2 separate regions of the Zea mays genome follow, and region 1 is linked to region 2. Evidence: chromatin contacts called from public Hi-C data. All regions are on one chromosome and are shown on one strand. Each heading gives the region's core, a stretch centred on a gene start, on an enhancer-like site or on the middle of the called end of the contact. The rest is flanking DNA. Distances are from core to core; before and after follow the strand shown. Region 1 holds the start of LOC100384763. Region 2 has its middle 160 kb from the start of LOC100384763.

What was found. A called contact is a pair of places that touch in the nucleus more often than the background predicts.
Region 1: a contact with region 2 is called in a Hi-C map of ear, with 4 times the contacts expected there. The contact joins the promoter of LOC100384763 here to the enhancer-like site in region 2. A contact is called at or near these places in 2 of 25 Hi-C or Micro-C datasets (ear and endosperm).

What each region holds. Positions count from the first base shown.
Region 1 is chr8:38,228,473-38,234,891 of Zm-B73-REFERENCE-NAM-5.0, reverse strand. LOC100384763 reads right to left here and starts at 4,521. Exons shown (of 27, transcript NM_001362469.1): 1 at 4,337-4,521; 2 at 4,168-4,233; 3 at 3,228-3,314; 4 at 2,665-2,721; 5 at 2,487-2,551; 6 at 2,229-2,395; 7 at 1,211-1,272; 8 at 1,038-1,121; 9 at 739-895; 10 at 173-288. The coding sequence starts at 4,438.
Region 2 is chr8:38,068,181-38,074,638 of Zm-B73-REFERENCE-NAM-5.0, reverse strand. No RefSeq gene overlaps it. Among protein-coding and RNA genes, the nearest start is that of LOC100384763, 160 kb to the left of the region's middle. Within about 2 kb of position 3,253, at least 17 of the 20 cell types and tissues checked have an H3K27ac peak or open chromatin away from gene starts, as enhancers often do. A contact at or near this core is called in ear and endosperm, where this site is marked.

The DNA of each region.
Region 1 (6,419 bases), core at 3,272-5,771, 160 kb before region 2:
ACTACCTCTTATTCTGAATGCATAAATGTTTATCCAACAGGTGCTTAAATCCAAATAATATTTTCCTCAAGGGCCTAATAGATATTTATTTTTTCATCATCCTGAGGCAAACTTCTTTCACTGAAACTTCTATACCTGAAACTATAAGATGTGAATCAATTTCAGGCAGTACCTGGAATTTTTGGGGAATCGTCAAATGACTATGCTCAACAGAAACAGAAAGTGAAGATGGTGAAATATCAAATACGGTGTTCTCTCCCTTGTAGTATGGCAACAACTCATAGCTACCTGCATATAACAGAAAACAGTAAACAAATAATGTCACATAGGGAGTTAGAGACTCAGAAAGAGCAGAACAGGATTCCCAATGAACAGGACCAAACAATTAAAATGTTTAACACTGGTGCTGCATGAATACAACGAATCGGTTTTGTGGTATAGAAAATATTTGGTTGGTAATTAGTTTGTTTAAAATAGCTTGTCCTGCATTTGGTATTTAAAATACCTCTGCTCATCAGCACCAGATACAGCTAGATGAACAGAGGTATTTAGATGAACAAGTTATAGATCGAAATGATACTTCATGTATTGATGCACTTTAAGACATCCAATGTACATGTGTTAATTACTCAATTGTCATCACGAAATCCTGAACAACTTTCATGAAGAAGAAATTTGACATAACAATTCCATTGCACTGAGGTGACATTTTATTAGTTCAATAAATTATCAACTTACCACAAGGTAGTGATCTAAATGTGAACTTCCCATCAGCACCAGATATTGCATGGCAAAGTGCACCTTCCTTGGGTGCATCACTGAAACCTTGTGGGCAAGGGACCTTCGTTACATCATTTGAATACAAATATAGGTGGACTCCCACTATTGGATTTCCCTGGCAAAGAAAATACATAGAATATGTTCAACATAAAAATTTGGATTTGCTAAACAATGCAGATCAAACTTTAAACACAGACATGCAATCATATGGTTGTAGCGTTAGTGATTATCAATAAAAGAACCATTCAGCTTCCAACCTGTGCAACCACAGTGCCATAAATGTCATAACCAGATACAAAGAAGACATCATCTGCCACGGCATTTCCAAATCGCAGGTCAATCTGTACATAATAAAATGTATTAGTTAACAGTTTAACACAATAAGATCAGTGTAACATCCCATCCAATGGAAAGAATGCATAATCTTAACCTCTGGTGAGCCTCTCAACTCAATTTCATAATCAGGATGAGAAGCACGTAATATGTAACGCCCTGGAAAAAGAGCATGAGAAAATAAGAAGAAAACACAATGATTTTGTGGGGGAAACAGTGTTTTTACAATATTAGTCTAAGAGCATCTCCAAGAGATTAGTCAAATAGCTCAGCAAGCCAAATTTTGGCTACTCAATAGCAAAATAACTCTCCAACAGACTAGTCATCCAACTTGCCAAGCTATCTGGCTCTTCAAATTGGCTCCCTCTCTAGCCAAATTTGGCTAGCCGCTGACTAGCCAAACTAAATAGAGAGTCTGTTGGAGTGAGATGCTACATATAGAATGTAATCTTTATGAAGAGATAAATAGAGTGTCATATAGAGAGTCGAAAATGGAGTGTCTCTTGGAGATGCTCTAAGGCCGCTAATAATGCAGAGGTACATAACTACATAACATGAAATGAAATCAAGAAATAATCACAAAATAAATTATACCCACTCAGCATTCTCATATTACTAAACCAATGGTCTGGTGATAAAGAGGCTGATGGGATGTGGTGTTCCAAGGTGCTGGACTTGGAGGGGGGAACAGGACCACAAACAAGTTAGATGGTCCATGATTGTATGAGTTGCTGAGCATAGGGGACATATTTTGGGCATTTGAAAGATAGTGAGCAGGTCATGAAAGGATTATATCCCTACTTTCCAGTGGAGAAGTAAGAATTCAATCGAATTCAAATCAAAGCAGGTTCCAAATTTCACACTTTCGAAGTAACAAAAATGTTATTGCAAAATAAGTAAATGACTCATTCTAAGTATTTATGGTAGAATTTGTAAACAAAAAAGGGTAAACCCAGTGTCAGAGGCTCCCAAATGAGTGGGGTCTAGAGAAGGGATAAATCGAAGCAAGCCTTCCCCCTACAAATGAACTACCAAACAACTGCATGTGACATATACAGGAAATGAACAATATTCATACCAATTTTACATGTATAGTAAGGGCACTAAATAAAAACCTGGAATTATGTTTGTAAATGAATATTCTCCTGATGATGACGTCAAAGCAGATGCAATCAACTCATCAGAATCTGTCATCAGTTCAATTTTCACACCAGCAGGTCCTCCCCGTTTTGAGCAGCTCTTACCACCAACAGCTCCCACTACTTTACCGGATATCATAAACCTGCACGGTGCATGCATACATTAACATTTGAAGTTTCAATGTGATTCATGTTCACACAAAAAAATTAAACTAAATGGCTAAAGAAACAAACCCAGTGAACTGGAAATTTATATCCGCATTTCCATTGCACCCATTGTGATCAATGATGACAGGAACCTGAAGTGTTAGGTGAACATGTCATCCAGTAAAAGAACAAATGCACTTAGTGCTTAGTAAAGACAAAGTAAGGAGGGAAACAAAGGAAAGATTCAGTTAAGGAATTATTTTACAGTTTCGGGCTTCCATGACCATCCCTTGGGCCCCTTCACTCTGACCATGAACGAACCCTGTGTTGACAGAAGCGACAAGCATAAATAGTAGACATAAATTTTATTTTAGAAACAATGGAAGAGAATATCAAAATTATGATCTTAGCAACTTCCTCCAGTACAAAAAAAAATAGGTGCTGCTTTGGATGTCATACAGTCAAAAAATAAATTTCTTTGTAATATTCATTAGGAGCCTACATACCTTGATCACAATAACTAGTAGTCTAATTGTCTAAATATGTATAAAATATATCAATGATGTAATAGTATGGAACTGTTTTTTGAAGGAAGATCAGGCTATACAATTTCTAGAAGTTCAATTGAAATATCAAAAAGGATATTGATGACAAAAACTTAAACAGGGCATCATGCTGACAGTAGCCAAAACATAACATGTTTTGTGACAGGAGGGAGTAGTGCCCTTTAACCTTTGCTCCTACTTGCAATAAAATTGTATGTGTAAATAAAATGAGAACACATAAAAGATAATCCAGAACTAAAGTAAACAAAAAACACAAAGATACCTTATCATAGACGGGGATAAAATAGTATCCATTAGGAGCACACTGTGTGCTTTCTTTAACCAAACCATCAACAGTGCAGAGCTCAACCTGATACACAAAGTTAAGAGGGAATCAGTTGGAGGCTTAGTGCAAATCATAAATAAATATAAAAACATATGCATCAAAACCAAAGCACAAGCATGATTAACGGAACATACACAGACACAAATAGAGCAATACTAGAATAATAGCCATGTATTAAAAATGATATTAATCTCTACATGCTACAGTTTGCATATGTCACTATATGAGAGATGAAAATATCCATCAGTTTAAACTTAGTAGAACCCACCCAACCAAATCATCCCCCACACCCACAACCTCCACTAAACAAATTGCACCCAGACTTAACAAAACATGAAAACCAACGTTTCAGATCGCTGGATAAACTCTCTCCCTTACTCAAATCTAATGGACAATATTATTTGAATCATCCCCCATCGCTCCCCCCAGCATAATTAAGGTCCAGCAATCACCAAAGCTACCAGAAACAAGAAATCAGTATGTGCTCAAAACACCGGCAGGGCAACCTCTTGTGCCCTAATGGTAATTCTAAATGGTCTGAATAGAGTGTAGAGTCGCTAAACCCAACCATGCAAACCCATAGGGCAGTGATCTGAATACCATGGGACAACAGGCAATCCGAAACTAGGATAGTTGTTAGAGCAGCGGCGGTAACTCAGCATCATGCAACCAGAACGTGTTCAGCTCTCCATGAGGTCCAATTCAAGTGAACGGCATCAAGCAAATGTATGTTTAGACTAAACGAATCATGCATAAAAATACCAGTCAAAGCTCGATAGGAAAGGACAGCTGAGTGCAACTACGAAGCTTGTCTACGTGATGGGATGAGACGGTCCTAAGATATAAAAACTGACGATGGCGGGAGCGGACGGCATACCGTGATGTCGGAGTAATCGAGCTTGGAATCCGATGCCTTCCTCGACTTGGCCAAGCCAGAGCTCGCCTGAAACCACCCAAAACCCCAAGTCGCATCAGTGTAACAAGTCACACCTAACCAAAGCGAAACACACTGTACACGGAGATAGAGCAACATGAGGAACGTCGACCTCGACGACGCCGCCGCATCCGTGGATCTCGTCAGAGGCGACAACGGCGGAGAAGAAGGCAAGCAGGAGGGAGAGAAGGATGGGGAGACGGCGGGGATCCATAGATAATAGATCGGATCTAGCGGGAGCGGAGCATGCCACCGGGGGAGACGACGACGAGATCGATATGTGCGGGGGCGATGTGTATTAGTGGTAGCAGTGGAGTTTGATATTTGCTAACAGCCTAGCACTCGCTTGGACCGCTGTGGACCTGTGCCCTATGCTGTGGGTGTGGGCTTTTTTCCTGGGCCCTAGGTGTAGTGTAGATGTAACTATAGAAGACGATGGGGTTGGGCTGGAATAATGGCCTTGACAAAATTGGGGGTTTCACGTCCCTGTTTTCATGAAACTCCATTGAACCCCCCCCCCCCCCCCCCCCCCCATTGAGAGCCACTAGATCAGGCGGCGCCCCTTCGGACGCCCTATCCAACAAAGGGTAAAACAGGAGCGAGCAATTGTACATATCATATTCAAATTTAGCAGAGGATTAGATAAATTATTTAGCACAATCCACAAAACTAATTAGTGCGAGACAGGTAGAGCAACAAAGCAATGAGCAGACCAAACACATAGAGACTGAACATAGTAATGCATATCAAATTGGAACTATAGAAAAAAAAACCTTCATTTGCTATAGCAATTAGAGCACAAACAAAATGAAGTGCAATAAAAGCATAACTCGGGGCACATATATACATGCACACTAAAATAGAAGTGTAGCGCTTGTTTTACATAGCAATCCTTCATTAATCTGTGCATCCATATGGTACACATCCAAAAGCAGGATAGAACGTATTGATCCAGGTTCCTGATGCTACCACCAAAGGATCAACTTATATGTATAAGTTGGTTTCATAAGACAAGCATAATTATAGAGACTAAGCTACAGACGGATCGACATATATCCCTCGCATTGTCGCGATGAACATAAAAACACGGTGTTCCCTTATCCAGGATGAAACCTAGGAGGAGATAAACATGTATGCACTACATAGTTCTTGCGAACACAAAAGTGCAACATCCCCGAATTCATGATAAAACGTCAGCCTCACCGGACCTGAGGGGAAAAAGCTTTTTTATGTAAGATATAAAAACTAAATAAACGATAGTAATGGATGGTTTATGAAACTTACTTAAGGTATCAATACAGTCTCTGATGCACCCCTTTTACCAAATTTCCATCTCAGACACTATCAAGTATGGTATGATGATTTTAAATTTGAAGATTTTAATTTGGATTTACAAAATTCCAAGAGCACATAAATCTAGCTACATTGATACGCATTTCCAAAGAGACAATGCTTCACTAACCTGTAGAGAAAATGAGTTGTGTGCATGATTTCTTAAAAACGATTTTGAAGATGTCAGGTTTTATCAAGAAACTTATGGCATTAATTTATTGCAATGCTCTCCTTTTTTATTCAGATAGAACAGTGTTTTAATCTGAATCCATTAATTAGAATAAACTATGAACTTTAAAAATGGGCTTGGACACTGTCATAAGCGCTGAAAATATAAGGAAAAACAATAGTAATAAATGTTCCTCTAGAAAGTAACTACAACAATATTTGGAATGAAAAACGAGGAGACAGTTTATAGGATAGTTTGGAAGGTATTTCCTTAATTTATTTGGTTTGAGGGTATTTCCAGTATAATCCTTGGTGAATAAAATGGTAAGATTTGTCATCTTTACATGTCGCTGCAAAACTTGTTAGTAGTGTTTATTGACTGTTTTATATTGCCTAGGAATTTGACTATCTTTGCCTGGATGAGCAGCAACTGATGATGCACAGAATATGATGGTAAGATGTTTTATATTCTTTATGCAATTCTTGGTGTTTGTTCCTAATTGATACATGATGCATGGTACACCACGTAACACTTACTTCAGCTGAATTCAGTGGTTCCTATGCAACTCCACCACTGCTTACCGTAGGACGCTAGGACCGTGCGATCAGGTCTCTAGCAAGGAGTCGTATATGGGCATATTGTTCAGTTTATTTCCTGAGTCATTTAACTGGGAATTAGCCTATCGTAAATAAGA
Region 2 (6,458 bases), core at 2,004-4,503:
ATACTAGTATGCTAGGTCGAGTAGCTGCTTTGCTAATTAGGGATCTCGGTAGAAGTCGAGTGATTTTTCTAGCACTCGTGCGAGGTCAGGAATTGATTGTATCCACTTTTCATATCGAAATAATGATGGTCTGTGGACACGGATCCATGGGGATGTGTGGTCTACGAGATGAAATTGGAATAAGGATTAACGTGTGGATACCTGTGTCAAGTGTTTGAACGTACTAAGCACATGCCGAGAAATATGGTAAATCGGTAAGCCTAGTACCTGAGTGAACCTGGCAGCAGACTTTGCCCCTCACGCGACCTGAGACGTGGTCTCCCATTCCGGTTATGGTGGGTACAAGTGCGGTCACTGCACGACGGCAGTCGGGGTCGGTGAGGCATTGTACGCCAAGGCGGTGAGCCCTGTTCTGTTGATGGGGAATCGATGGGGACGGTTGATGTGTGTGGGGACGGAGTGCCTCGCCACGTCGTGTGTTTAAGTTTACCTTGCAAGGATAAAAACTCGATTCGAATCGTCTGCTTCTCGCAGGTAATGAGACTGCTTGATCCATTGTACTGCATTGAGTAATAAGTGGAAATGAGGTGACTGGCAAAAGATTTTGATTGATAAAATGTTTGATACCATGTATGAATAGCTAGGTACTCATCTAGTTTTAAAAGGATCATACTAAAACTTGAAAAACTAAAACTTGATTTTAGACTCAGCTAGTGCTTTTGGCAAACCAAACCCCTCAGCCAAACAGCTGCATGTCTAGAGGTAGAGGAGTAGACTCCTCACACCGGGTAAGTCTAGCTGAGTATTAGTATACTCAGCCTTGCTTGTGGCATAATTTTTGCAGGTACCTCCTTAATTTGGTTGATGGTGTGACTTGGCCTCCATCCCTGCCACCGGGATAGACGGTCGAGTGGGTTACTGCTTCCGCAGGAGAGGACCAGGAGGAGTAGCGTGGCCAGGCTTCGCCATGTTACTCGGTTTTCTCCGTTAGTTATTTCCGCTGCATTAAAAAATTTGGTTATTATTTCTGAAACTCCGATAATGTAATCACTAATGATACTTATTAAATTTGTGGTATTATGTTTTATTGTATTTCTCTGTGCCTCACCTTTGTGTGAGCTAGTGGTATTCGATCCTGGTTAAGTGGCTTTATCGGACTAGATCCGAGGGACTGACGATTTATTCCTATTTAAGTGTGGTCTAGCCTCTAAGGCGGGATTCAGGCACTTAAGTTGGAATAATTCGGGCGGTTCCGCCACACCTATTTGCCAAGGGATCGCGACTTCCCATTCATCTCTGTCGAGGAGACGAGGCAGGGTAGCACTACGAGGCCTTTACAAAGTTCCACTAGTTCAGAAAACCTGCTACAGTTTCTGAGAAGGGCAATATAGGAATCACTTGTCCAAAAAGCCATCGCAGCATGATCAGCCCGAGAACCTCTCTATACGCAGCTCCTCTACCGCTCTTGACCCTTTCGGGTAAGGTAGTCCTCCACTAGCTTTCCTAATTAGTCAGCCAAGGGCGTCCCATACTACCTTGTGGTAACACTATTTTCCCGGGTGGTTCTCCATGTTCCAATTAACATGATGATCTTATCATGAACAATAATAAAAAGAACAACAAAATTGGAACATGATCATAATATAACATTAATTTCCCAAAACCAGGTAGAGCAATAGCAAATCTACCCAATAGTTCTTTTGTTTGCAATGTGTGGGACAACAATACTAGGGATACCTATTAGGTCCCATCAAATTAACCTAAGCATGTCATAGTGATTAACAGGAATATTATTAGGTTAAGTGATCAAGGGCACAACTTGCCTTAGACTTGAGATTCCCAGATACTTTCACCAAATTGGTCTTCGGGTTTCTCGTGACCTCACTGCTACTTGTAGCATTACATACAAATTGGCAAGGAGTACATAAACATAACAGTACACCAACCATGAGAACAAACAACGTAAGAATATTCTATGAGTTGTTATGAGGTCGTAGGTTCGAGAACCACTAAATTCGGAGTTACGGTTAAGGAGTTATGATTTTATGAAGAATTAAGTGTTAGATATAAAACAAATTAAGTGCATAATTTTAACCATATGTTTCATAATAAAATAAAGTTACTAGATGATAAACAATATTAATATGAATTTAATGCAACTGGAATGGATCAATTTGGAGCTAATATGAGGGAGTTATGAATTTCTCAAGTCCTTTATTTATTTTTATGCTTAAAAATCGATTCTCATATTTAGTTTGAACTTAAATAATAGTCCTGGACTGCAACTCCTATTTCAAAAGTCTGTGGAGACTAAACCGAGAAAAACTTGGCAAGTTTGTGATGATCTATACATAGGCCGAGACTGCGGGTTGTTTTCCAGGTTATAGAGGGGCTCTTTTGTTATTCTGCACCGACCGAAGGGGTACAACCATTTCCTAGCTGCACGATTAGAATTCCGTGGCCCAGATTAGATCCGAGCCCCAGTAGGCACGCGAACTGCAGGATCCACGATCTATGACCCAACTTTGATTTTAGGTGACATCACATCGCGTCCCATAGATCAGCGATCAACGGACCACAAAAACCCAAGTCAAGTCGCTACCCGTAACCTAATCCTGGTCGTTCCGGCTTGATCCCACGGCCATGGGTTCTCTTCCACCCCCGACGCCTATCTCCGGTGGTGCCCAAACCCGACGGCGGCGCCATGGCTGGGGTTTCCCCAAGCCCCAATTCCAATGTCTAAACTCTGATCTAAACGCGGTAACAAGAAGCGGGTAACGACAGGGTTTCGTCGAGGGTTGCTCACAGTGATTCAAGAAGTTACAAACCCCACTCACGACGTGCGGCGGATCTCGTGCACGGTGACGAATTCCGGTCGCCCCAGTGGTCGATTCTTCCTTCCCCGGCCACGAGCGCCCTCCAAGTAACGCAGTGAAGCTCCTAGGCCCTCCATGGAACCTCGAACGCCGGTTGGGGACGAGGTCGGCATTGGCGGGTACTCCCTGCTCTTAGTTCTTCCCCGCAATGGCGTTGGCGCTCGGTTCTAGCACAAGTGCGATGAAACGAGGAGGCAGGGGGTCGCGACTGGTGGATATATGCTAATGGGAGGGGTCTGGATGGCTGTAACGGCCCCGATGAGTTTGGCGTAGGTAGTTGAGCTATGACGCCGCTCGCGCGGAGTAGGGGAGAACGCTCCGACACCTTGGGCCCACAGTCAGCGGAGCGCGCGGGCGATAGCCAGCCCAGGCGCAGAGGCCCCACCCGACTGTGACTCCGACTGAGAAAGCATGCACGGAGAGGCAGACAGGTATGGCCCACCTGTCGGGGCAGTGGCAGCGCGGTTGCAGAGTGGGCCGGCGTGCGCACGAGAGGAAGAAGGGAATGGGCCGAATTCCAGCTCCGCGTGGCCCAATACAGATGGTTTCCCTTTTTCTTTTCCATTTTTCTTTTTCTATTTTCAAATTCAAGTATTCAAACTAAATTTAAATTCCTGTTTTGAATTTCAGATTTTCAAATATCAAACATACTCCTAGTGTGAATACGACTTCCATTGTTTGCAATATTATTATTTATTCTTCCTCCTATTATTTAGTTATGGAAGGAATAATTGACTTTATTAAAATTTCCTTTCCTTTTACTCATTTTCTGTTTTATATTCTCATTTATAATTTGAATTCAAATTTTAAATTATGATTCCTTTATTTAAATAAAATGCATCACATAAAAAAATTCAGCATGATATGCATATATATATTTATCTATTTATTTAGTTACTTTATTTATTATTATTTATTTTATTTTTTCTCTAAATGATTTTCTTAAATCACATGCTTTGGATTTTGGGTGTTACAATGTGACGGAACCTCCCAAGTAATTAGGCCCACCTACAGTTGTCCTTGTCCAACGGACTTCAGACAACCCTGTAGGTGCCCTTGAATCACTTGACAAGTTCGGTATCTACTTTTCTTACCTTTCCCAAGAGCGTTTCACCCGTCACACAGACATTACAAGCATCAGAGTTATGAGAATGCGGAAGCAATTACATAAACTTACCTTTATTTTAAAGTAAGATCAAGTTGAATATGTACAGACCAGAATAAATCCTAAGAGTGCAGAGTAATATTATTACACATACCAAGGGAGGCAAAAACTCCTCCCGATAAGTTTTAAACAAAAGTTCTAATGGAGGATCCTTTCCTCCCGCACTTCATTCCTGGCGTTCTTCCTTTGGTACCACCTTAGAACAGAAGCAACAAAAATTTGTCGCTTCCTCACCTAAAAACAACGGGGAATAAAACCCTAAGTACGGAATTACTCAGCAAGTCTTACTCGACTAAAGAAAAGACTCTCAAGGGTATGCTGGTTAAGGGAGTCAAGGTAAGGCTTCTCAATAATCAAAGACTCTGTTTTGCAGAAATGATTACTAAAAGTGGATCCTTAAAAATCCAGTTTTATTTGTCAAGTTAAGTAAAATTACCTGCAACTAGAGTTCTTTCTACCCTAGTTCAATCACTTGACCTGCACTAGCCAATTTCTTAACAAACCTTTCATCTTTACTGGATTGCTACGTATAAGTCAGTGACCAAGTCTTCATAACCGCGAAGGTACGGCGATCCGAATCGATTATACTCATATGAGGATCTCCAATCACACGACATATGTAGCACTTAACCCTTGCATATGTCAACCCGCCACCGGGGTTCTTAAGACCAGATCAGGTTCACGCGAACCGAGAGCACAGATACACCACCGTCCAGCCTCTTGCTACGGAGGGTACACGCTACTCTCGCCACCGCTCCACGCCCATTCTGTGTTATCTTATTCTGGCCTTAGTTTGCCCGAGGCAAGGCTTACCCATGACGAGGCATGTGACCAGTTAAAGGGTCCTCGGTCAGCAGGCCTACATCGACACGGTCCTTAATCGACTCAGATGGAGACACCACACCGAGACTCCTTTCTCGTGCAAGTCACCCGCCCGGTCTCAGCTTAATCATTTCAAACCCAAAGTTTGGTACCTGGCAGAGGTACATCTTTTCCGATGTTGAACCCATCACGACCGTGATGGATCCACCATCAAGTTTTATTTTTGAAAACATCCCACCCACTTTTGCCACATCATCTTTTTGTAAAAACAAAACATTTTGTTTTTCTAAAGCAAAGCTAAGCATCAAAATCTTTTGTAAAATGGGTGATCAAGGAAGGTAATCAAATTCAAGGAAGTTAATGCAGGAATTGTTTTTATCAATCAACTCCTATCACCTAATGCATCAAGCAAGTGAGAAAGATTTTAAAAACATCAAGGAAGGTGGCAAATGCACCAGGGCTTGCCTTCGTTGATAGGTGAGTCAGGCTCGGATCCGCATATATCAAAGTAGAAACAATTTCCTGCCTGAGATTCCGAAGGTGGTGGTGTCTTCTCTTCGGTTACTTCGACTTCTTCTTCGTTTTCTAAATATAACCATATAGGTATATATAAGAATGAATGCCATGTAATGCTCATGAGAGTGCAAAGATAATAAGAATTTATTATCTAAAGTCTTGAATACAACTTTCCTTCACGGAACTCCGAGAACTTAGGGTTTCTGGAGTAAGTAAAGGAGTTCAAAGGGCAGGGGTGGGGGTTTTAGGTTCTAAGTATCAAATAAGGTCCAAATCAAACCAAACTCTACTCAAGGCTTCTAAATAATGTGTAGAGCTCATATAAAAAGTTTGGGCATTTTTGGACTTATTATCTATTTTCTAAAAATCCGGAACTAATGTTTTAAGCTACTTTAAATACTCCAAAATTCCTTATTTAATCTAAAAATCATGAAATTATTTTTATTAAATACTATGAAAAATAAGGAATCTAGGAAAATTAGTTTGACATTTTTAGAATTTTTCTACCATTTTTTAGAATTTATTTGGCTCTGGAAGAAAAAGAAAAGGGAAATCTGTGAATAGTACTAGGCCTGATTTAGTCCAGGACGGCCCAACCACAGCAGAAGTGCGCGCGCCCGCGCCCGCGGTGGGGATTTTGCAGAAACACCCTCGGGGTTTTGGCTAACTGGGAACAGGTTCTTTTACTATTTCATTGTGTCACTTACGGTTTGCACATAAACCCTCCATATTCTAATTCTTCGCAGGGGGAGGTCCACAACGACGGTGAGCACGGTGGAGCTCCGGTGAGCTAGCAGATCGGCCTAACGGGGCAATGGCTGGCTTTCCCGAGCGGCGGACACCAAATTAGACCTACTCCGAGCATTTTCCCTAGGTTAATTGCACGGTTGGTGACCTACTCCGCCCTGCCCACGAGAACAGCGAAGGCTAAGGACCTTTGCTCATGTTCCTGGCGATTGGTGAGCTCTCAGTCCAAATTGGTGGTTCGACAAGCATCACAGAGTTATGAGAGTGCTCAAACGAGGGCGAGGGCGGCATGAACTGACCTGAACGGTGCTGGCCACGACGAGCTCGGTTCT